Linked DNA regions of Gasterosteus aculeatus: region 2 is linked to region 1. A link is a contact called in public Hi-C data. All regions are on one chromosome and are shown on one strand. The core of a region is the stretch at or near the end of the contact, and the rest is flanking DNA. Distances in the headings are between cores, read along the strand shown.

Evidence for each region. Hi-C and Micro-C count contacts between places; a contact is called where the count stands out from the background.
Region 2: a contact with region 1 is called in a Hi-C map of whole body, with 13 times the contacts expected there. The contact joins the promoter of edn1 here to the promoter of smim13 in region 1. A contact is called at or near these places in 3 of 6 Hi-C or Micro-C datasets (skeletal muscle and whole body).

The regions. Positions count from the first base shown.
Region 1 is chr10:3,992,829-3,997,308 of fGasAcu3.hap1.1, reverse strand. It overlaps smim13 (small integral membrane protein 13), which reads right to left and starts at 3,021. Exons shown (of 2, transcript XM_040189156.2): 1 at 2,388-3,021; 2 at 32-1,165. The coding sequence starts at 2,463. The coding sequence ends at 975.
Region 2 is chr10:4,126,214-4,130,540 of fGasAcu3.hap1.1, reverse strand. It overlaps edn1 (endothelin 1), which reads right to left and starts at 2,560. Exons shown (of 5, transcript XM_040187992.2): 1 at 2,301-2,560; 2 at 1,965-2,118; 3 at 1,613-1,741; 4 at 1,354-1,452; 5 at 288-952. The coding sequence starts at 2,490. The coding sequence ends at 817. All of the region lies in intron 2 of LOC120826063 (a long non-coding RNA gene), which reads left to right.

The DNA of each region.
Region 1 (4,480 bases), core at 1,772-4,271:
CATTCTCTTACAAAAAGACAGACTCATTATATTCATGGCATTATTTATTTGAAGCTCCTGCTCCACTGAGAGAAAACAAATCACTGCTGATTAAAAAAGGTGCAACAGTTACATGAGTTTGACTCGGAGGGAGAATAAGACATAAATATTGATTAGCTTAGCGTGGGCGTGTACTGATGATGCTGTGGGCAGTGCAGAGAGGAGGTCATGTGACGTGCCTTGTGGTCAGGCACTGGTGCAGACAGAGGCACGAGGAGGGGCCGCCCCGACGCCGACCTTCTCCTGGCCCCTCTTCAAGTACAAATCTATACAATTCGATTCAAAAGGGTGAAGGAGAAGTGGCAAGAAAGACATTTCCCGTTTTACACAACTGGAAGTCATTTGTCCTCTTCGTCTTGGAGCGAGACAGTTTTCCCCCCCGTGGATGGAAGCGCGCAGAGAAGCAAGTAAATGACGGCGTAAACATTCATTTCATTGCACAAGAAAAGAAAGTTATCAGTTTGTACAAATCCCCGCTTCAGTTGTTGTCTATGATTTCTATTTTTTTTTTTTACATTTATCTGGCTTACTTGGTACAAAATAGGACTTTGTTCTGTTGGAAACACAAGATTAAAACACGCAGGTTTAAGAGCGTTAACGCGTCTCTCTCTCTAGTGACGGAGCATCTTCACACTACGCGTGGGTGCAGGAGGCAGCGCGGCTCGTCCCCACTACGGGAACACAGGAGGTCCAGACTCGCTGCCCCCTGCATAGTGACACACGTGAACAGCTGACGGAAATGGCTTTTCCCTTTGAGAGCAGGCGACGCGGCCGCTGGCTTTAAAGTGTCGTGGTGAAGAGGAGGGCTGAGTACCGGCCCTGCACGTGGTCCTTGTGTAGTGTAGCAGGGCTTCTGATTGATCACACACACCGCTTGTAGAGGCTGGTGGCGGCGAGAGGGGGTGGGGTTGGTGGCGGGATACGCTGTGGGTGACCTATGAAAGGCTTTCCTGAGAGGCGACTCTTTGGCGTGCGGACCTGGGCCGGCCTCGGGGCGCGGCGCTCGCTGTGCGCTCGCTCTTGGACTCGGACGGCTGCGACTGGGCTGGAGGGGTGCTGGCGTCCCCCACCAGCTCCCGCAGGAACTTGAACTTGGACAAGAAGAGCTGCCAGACTACAAACCAACCTGAGGGGCAGAGAAGAGACAAACAGCCATTTACAGGAGTAGTGACAGCGATTCACCAAAGAAAATCCAGTACGAACATGAACTTCAGACTTTAAAGTTCAGTAAATCTCAGCTGTGTCAGCTGGTCCTAAAAAGGTCCCAATAGATTTACTTCAGACCAGACACAGGGACTGAGTGGACTACAGGTCATCATCTAATGGCGATGTGCCAGGAGCCCTCTGGGTTTGTTAGGAGGCTGTTTTTCTGGCAGTGCAACACTGTCACCTTGTGTTTAAACCGAGGACGTCGAGCAGAACTCAGAGTTCTGTTCCAGCGATGACGTTTCACCTGACTGGGAGACTTTGGCTCAGAAACCGGCCTCTTTTCCCCTGAACAAACCAGACGCCATCGTCATGTACTGTCTGCCATGTCTGATGAAGTTATGTTGCTGCCAGTTCCTCTTTAACTCGCCGTTTACATTAAACACAAAAATAAATGCAACAATCTGTGAATCAGATAAAAATATACAAAAATATATAGTTTGTATTTTTTAAATTCAAAATGCAATTTTAAGTTGAGATGTGAGATACATTATTGCATTGTGAACATTGCAATGAACTGTAGAGATTCATGCGATTGAAAATGATAATAACAACATCAATGGTACAATTATATAACGCATGCAGGGGCCGATTTTTAAGAGAGGTGCTTCACTTTTGTTACAGAACACGTGCAGATAACACTTCCTCCATTGCTACTTTAATTAAGTAAATAAATTGGAGTGTCTGAACACCAGGAGCTACAGGAAGTGGGCCCAGTTTCCCATGAGAGGCCCCAGCTGGGGCCCTCGCCTCCGCACACACACCGCACTGTGCGCCCCACAGGTGCGCAGCCGGACTCCTCAGGTACGAGAGGGACAACAACACAGGCCGGAGAGCAGCACTCGTCCTTATGTTCGGACTTGCGACTAAAAATAGCAACTGCTTACTGACGCGGAAACTTGCGGGTCAAAGACACCGAACACGGGAACGAAGAGTCGAACGTTTAGGGGGGGAACACGTCCTAGGAAATAGGACGTGTAGGAAATAGGACGTGTTCCCGTCCTATTTCCTAGGACGTGTTCCCGTAGGAAATAGGACGTGGTCCCGTAGGAAATGGGACGTGAGCTAGCGAGTGTTTCGTGCTTCGACAACAGAAGCGCGGCGGCTCGCTCGCAGCGCGTAAACGCGACGTCTCAGCTCACCGAACAGCATGAAGAGGAGCGCGCACACCAGCGTGGCCACGATGACCAGCAGCGTGAGACCAACACTCTGCCACATCTTAGCTGGACCCCGCAGACCAGCAACAGCATAAGGAGGCGGCCGCGCGGTGTCTTCTGCTCCGCGGACACTCGGCTAGCCGCCCGGACGAGAGGAGGGGGGGGGGGGAACAAACGCACCAGCTCGGCTGCTAGCCTCGGGCTAGCTAAGTCAATGCTAGCTAGCGCTAGCTGGTGAGCCGTGAGTCCCGCACGCGGACTGCGGGCTTAGCCGACGTTCAGCGGGGTCAAGTCGTCCCTCTACGTGCTACATAACTGCAACATGCGTTTAATAGCTGACGACACTCGGTTAAGACAACAAACACAGCGTCATCACACCGGGACTGACTGCGCACGCGCGAGGTGCAGTTGGCTTCTGGGTAGTGACGTTTATTGGAGATGGAACCTGTAGTTTTAGCTCTGCGTCCAGAATAAGCAAGAACATGTAAACGAGAGAGATAAGATGCGCGAATAAAACAAACTTATATTATTACTTATATTATATATTAAAGAACGAACGTTTTCAGCGAGGGAGGTTTGTTTAGTAGCACCTTCCAACAGCAACGCAATGAAAAGTGCTGCTCTTATCAGTCTTAGAGAGCATGAAAACACTAGTGCTATTATTCAAAGATCCAGCAGGTGGAGACTTCATCAAAGATCTGTGATCCCCTGAATAGATCACAAGTAAAACACACGTTTCCTGGGAAACTGTAGGCTCTTTCGTGCATTTCTCAGATCAAAAGTGCAATTGTTGATACCACTTGTACAAATTCCAAATCATCTAGTCACGTGTGCACATCATTAAAGCAATTTCTCCCAATTTCCTTTGAACAAATTGCAATTGCTTAGGTACATTTTGCAATTGATAATGTACAAGTGTCAGCTTTTTTTCACATTTTCAATTGCTCATCTCATGTTGAAAATATAGTAGATGGTTCTCTCTGGTTGAATAGTCTTACCCCTCAAAACATCTAGGCATTTGTTCCTTGCATAAGCCTTTACATGCAAAATTGTTGAACGGTTTGTCATCAACTGTCAAGCATATAGTTTTACACATTTCTAGAAGACCTTTTGTATAAAACATTGCAGGCAGACCGGGACGTCTGGATGTGTAGAGACAGCGCTAGAACAGTGCTGGGGGCAAAGTTGTGCCTTAGGTGTGTCCTGTGCTTTTCTAATTTAGTTTTTTTTTTCGTTTGTGCCCCTCGTCTTTTTCTTACTGTAAAGTATTTGGGGGGGGGGGGGGGTTTCTTTCATAAAGTAGCAGTAGTAAAAGCTGGAGAAAACTATCCTGTCCAGTCTCTTTCAATCTATAACCCACATACAGTAATATGAAAATAGTATTGACATTGATATATGCCATAGAAGTGCAGCCTTGTGCATTTTCATACAGTAACTGTCAAACTGTAGCCTAAGTTTATCATTCTGATGACACTGACATGATCATTGGCATGAATGTTTACTTTTGTGAGATGTACTAAGCGATTTAGTGACTGACTAGTTTTAGAGACATACAGTGCATCCGGAAAGTAAGCGCTTTAAACAAGTATTGTTTAAAGCGCTTCAATTTTCCACATTTTGTTATGTTACAGCCTTATTCCAAAATAGATTAAATTCATTATATTCCTTAACGTTCTACACACAACAACCCATAACGACAAAGTGAAAACTTGTTTTTTGCAAATCTGTTAAAAATAAAGAACAAAAAGATAACATGTACATAAGTATTCACAGCCTTTGCTCAATACTTTGTTGAAGCACCTTTGGCAGTAATTACAGCCTCAAGTCTTCTTGGATGTGATTCCACAAGCGTGGCACGCCTATTTCTGAGAAGTTTCTCACATTCCTCTTTGCAGAACCGCTCAAGTTCCATCAGGTTGGATGGGGAGCGTCAGTGCACAGACGTTTTCAGATCTCTCCAGAGATGTTCAATCGGGTTCAGGGCTCTGGCTGGGCCAATCCTGACTCGTCTCCCAGTTCCTCCCGCTGAAAAACATCCCCACAGCATGATGCTGCCACCACCATGCTTCACTGTAGGG
Region 2 (4,327 bases), core at 1,311-3,810, 130 kb before region 1:
TGGCTCTTTACTGGTCTTCGCCTCGTTGTCTTCCGCATCAACACTCTTCTGTTGTCACGCAAGTCCGTCTCTCTCTCTCTCTCTCTCTCTCTCTCTCCCCCTTTCTCTCTCTCTCCATTCCCGTGCCTCACACGCTGTCTCACTCCTCTTTCCCCTTTGGTGTGTTTTTTTTACCAATGTGCAGTCCTCTCAGCACTGAACTGCTTGTGTTCCACCTGTTTTATCCAATTATACCCTCGAACAATAACAATACAAAAGACAATAATGATGGAGTTGAACAGTTGTTGTTTTTTTTTAAATAAAAAGGTTTACAAATTTTATTTCAGTTTGGCCAAAATTTGGCAACTTGGTAACAAAACATTTCATAGAAATGACAAACCCAAGAACGTGACGGACCAATGTGGCCATCAAATTACAACGTGTGGAAAGAATAAATAAATGGAACACACACATATTTAGTTAAAATCATTAAATTACGATATCTTTGATAACACCAGCATAACGAAGGTCCTAGCAGCTAGTGTACAGCACAGCTAGACTAGTTTCAGTCAGTGGTAAAGTGCCTTGCACAAAGGCACATGGTCCACTCGATTACACACTATATCTTGTATAACAATTACATTTTGAAATATAATAAGCAGGACCGCCTTCATCCATACACAGCGCAGTGCTTTCCGTTTCCTGCAACGTCCTTCCAGTAATGTCCCTTTTGAAATACTATTTGTCCCATGAGTCCAAAGGGGGGGGGACAGTGACCCCCTAGGAGATGAGCGTCCTCTGAGCCGTGAGGCTCTCATTGTCTGTCCGCGGGGGCTTTTAGTGAAGGGCCGCGCGCTCGCCCTCCCGCGCCCTCGACCGGTGGCGCTGCCTCTCCCTCCACCTCTTGAGCAGCAGACTCGGGGCCGCCCTGATGGCCGGAGGCGAGACCCGCTGCTTGTTGCCCTTCTTCATCCTGCACACACACACAGACGGGAAACAGTCAGTCACCCAGATCGCCCAGGTTACGCCCGCCTTTGTGGACGGGTGGTATTCAGCAGACCGTCACCGGCGTTCAGGCCAATGGATGAAGAACACACTCCTTCTGCTGCCAGCTGATGGCCCTCCTCTTCTTAATGTTTAATGGTGTTTGTGCTCTATAGCCCACATTACTCAAACTGAGTCTTCTAGTCTTCTATTCTTCAATCTCAGGGTTTTATATCCTGCTTTAGACTTCATCTTGGAAGTCCTGCCTGTGTCTTAATCTCTGCAGGCTCACCATGCAAAATAAATAAACGGAATAAGTTCCCTGAGAGGGAGTGACTTTCTAATTACACGAGCGTTTCTTTCTGCCAACAGTTTTTGAGACTTTCTTACCTCTTAATCGTGTCCGTGTCGCCCGCCAGCTTGAGTTTGCACTGCGGCCCCGCACACGCACCGGCCTCGGCGGCGCGCATCGCCGTGTCCGTCTCATACCTGCGATCACACAGAGAAAACCCCCCCGCGGTGAGAAGAGGGGTCCGGTCTCACGGACAGGTGCCGCACCGACTCGTTTCTAGCGTGGCTGCGCGCGTGTCTTATTGCTGTGCACGAGGCGCGTGAGGAGCTGATAGCTGGGTTTGGGGGGGGCTGGTACCTGGGGGGGCTCTCCAGCTGGCAGAAGTTTGTGCAGGTCACGTCGTTTTGGCGCAGACACTGGCAGCGAGGATCCGCGAGCGCGCGCCTCGTCCGGGGAGCGCTGCCCAGTCCGTACGCGACCACGCGCCTGAACGCAAAGGGGACAGAAGCAGGTTAAAACCAACGAGACTCCAATATTATACATTTATAAATCAAAACGCACCAAGAGAAAACTATCATTTTGCTTTATTTGCAGTTAAAAGATCGCCTCCAATTAATCGATACTGAATATTTGCTCATTAATCTTCTGTCCGGTATTTCTGAAGTGTCTCCACTGGAGACGCGTGTTGGACCCGTTGCTGTGGACTTACTCAGGAGTGTTGACCCATATGATGTCCAGGTGGCAGAAGTAGACGCACTCGTTGTCCAGGAAAGTGGCGCAGGAGCAGCGTTTGTTGCGCACATGGCGCCGCGGCGGCGCGTCGGTGGAGGCAGCGGGTGTCTGCGCTGCGGGCGCCGACAGCACTGAAACAAGATGATCGGGATCAAAACAATGCCCCGTATTTTGACCCAACTGTATTTCACGATGCTTTGCGGCCATGATTCACATTGGAAGTGGAAAAGTAACACAGGTGGTATCAGACCAAAGGGGTGAGCTGAAGTGAAACTGAAGGTGTAATAAAGGGTTTAAATAGGTCGAAAGTTACCTGCGCAGATAATCCAGGTGTGCATCAGTGACAACGCGGAAATCCAAATGCACATGTCCATGACTCCAGTCCTCGAGAGAGCGAGTAATCCTCCAGTAGTGGCCAAAATAACCATCCAGTGTATCAGTCCGACGCAAAGGGACCCGGTGATGCTCCTCTGATCGGCAGGCTCTCTGTCAATGTGGCCCATATGTGCAGCCCTTTGACTTTATACACCAGCTCTCCCCCCTCCCCTCCCCTCCCTCCCTCCCTCCCTCCCCTGCAGCGGCGCGCAGCTGTGTCCTTTGGGCTCACACGCAGACACGCAGCTTGTTAGTGGCCGTGACACCGAGCTGAGCAGGTCCAGTGGGCTTCGGATCCGTATCGGGGGATGGAGAACCGCCCCCGCCTGGGTGGATGGAAGACCCCCCACCTGGGTGGATGGAGGACCCCCGCCTGGGTGGATGGAGGACCCCCGGCTGGGTGGATGCGACCTGTATGTTGTCGGACTCTAGTGTTGGAATTGCACTTCTGAGCCGGCAGGTGGCAGCAGAGCGACAGGACGGATGTCTGAACCGCTGCTGTGCACAGGGACGTTTACGTGTTATAGAAATATAAAGTGTACGAAGCACAGATATGAAGTGCTTGATTTAATTAGTACTGAAGAAGCAGTGCGGAGTACAGCTCAAGGGGAGTTTGTATTCAACGTTGAGAGAATGTAAACTTATTTAGCAAGGAAGACAAACGATATAAGATAACTTTATATTTTTCTATTTATTAAAAATGTAATAAAGGGGATATATATATATATATATATATATATATATATATATATAACAACAGGGAAAATCTAAAGAGCAGCCATTTACTGCAAAATGTACAACATTGAATTTGTCCAGGAATACAGAGAGGAGGTGGGAAAGAGAAAATACAATTAAACGCTATAATAATAAGATTGGCTGAGTTTAGAGACTTCTTAAGATACTCGTGATTAAACAATGGTTCCAAACAAACTAATAACTAGCTGGGGTCTCCCGTTAATTCTCGCATGTGCATCAAATATGCCCCTGAAGTGAAAATAGAATATCAAAATGCTAAAATACTACCTTGTAGATGTTCTGGCTTGCAACAGTAAAGGCATGTCAGCCCTTCAAAGGCAGGGATGCTGTCAAACTAGAGAGCCATCGCCTCTGTGCACACGTGCTGCCTGTAGAGGGAGCCCTTTGTCTCCAGAATAGATAATGCAACGTCGTCTTTCTGGAGATTTCATATTTCAACGGGTAATCAAGAGGCATCAGCCAGTGCTTGAAATGCACATGTGTACGTATCAAAGTACTTTAGGAAGTATTCATTTGAACTGATTCTGTTGTCATACGTTAACCATTTTGAGTCAATATAAGGCCCCTTTTGCGCTGTACCTTGTGTTCCACAATTGCTGTTCTGTTTATTAATGATACAAAAAACAAGCTCTCTGAGGCCCGATATGTCCAGAGCTCACAGGAGACGGACAGGAGACGGACAGGAGACAGCAGATAGAATGAGAGAGCTGACGTGATGTGTCATTGTCCAATTTTCTCCAGTTCGATTTTTAAAAATGTATTTTATTTATTATTTTTGAGTGTTTCTGTCTATTTCTCTTATCAGTACGTTTCCTTTACTTGGATATACATTGTAAAGGGTCTTTGGGTTCCAAGCGCTTTAAAAAACAAAACCATTATTGTTGTTGTTGTTGTTGTTTCCTCAGCACTAGCAGACCACGGCCTCTAGGGGGCTCTCTCTGCTTTGCTGCAGCTTCCTGAGGAGGGGGGAGAACTCTTTGTTAAAGACAGGTTTCCCTCATTGACGGCCTGACAGTGTTTGTTCACGTATTGAGGATTTATTTATATTTTTCTTGTAGGTGGTACCAGTAAAACTAATATAATTATTTATTCATCAAGTAAGTGCCATCGGTTTGATTGGCTTTTAATGAAGTGGTGTCATTTTAATGGGCACACAGTTGTCTCCTCCTGAACAATTTCATATCATAAAAATCTCATAAACAGTACATT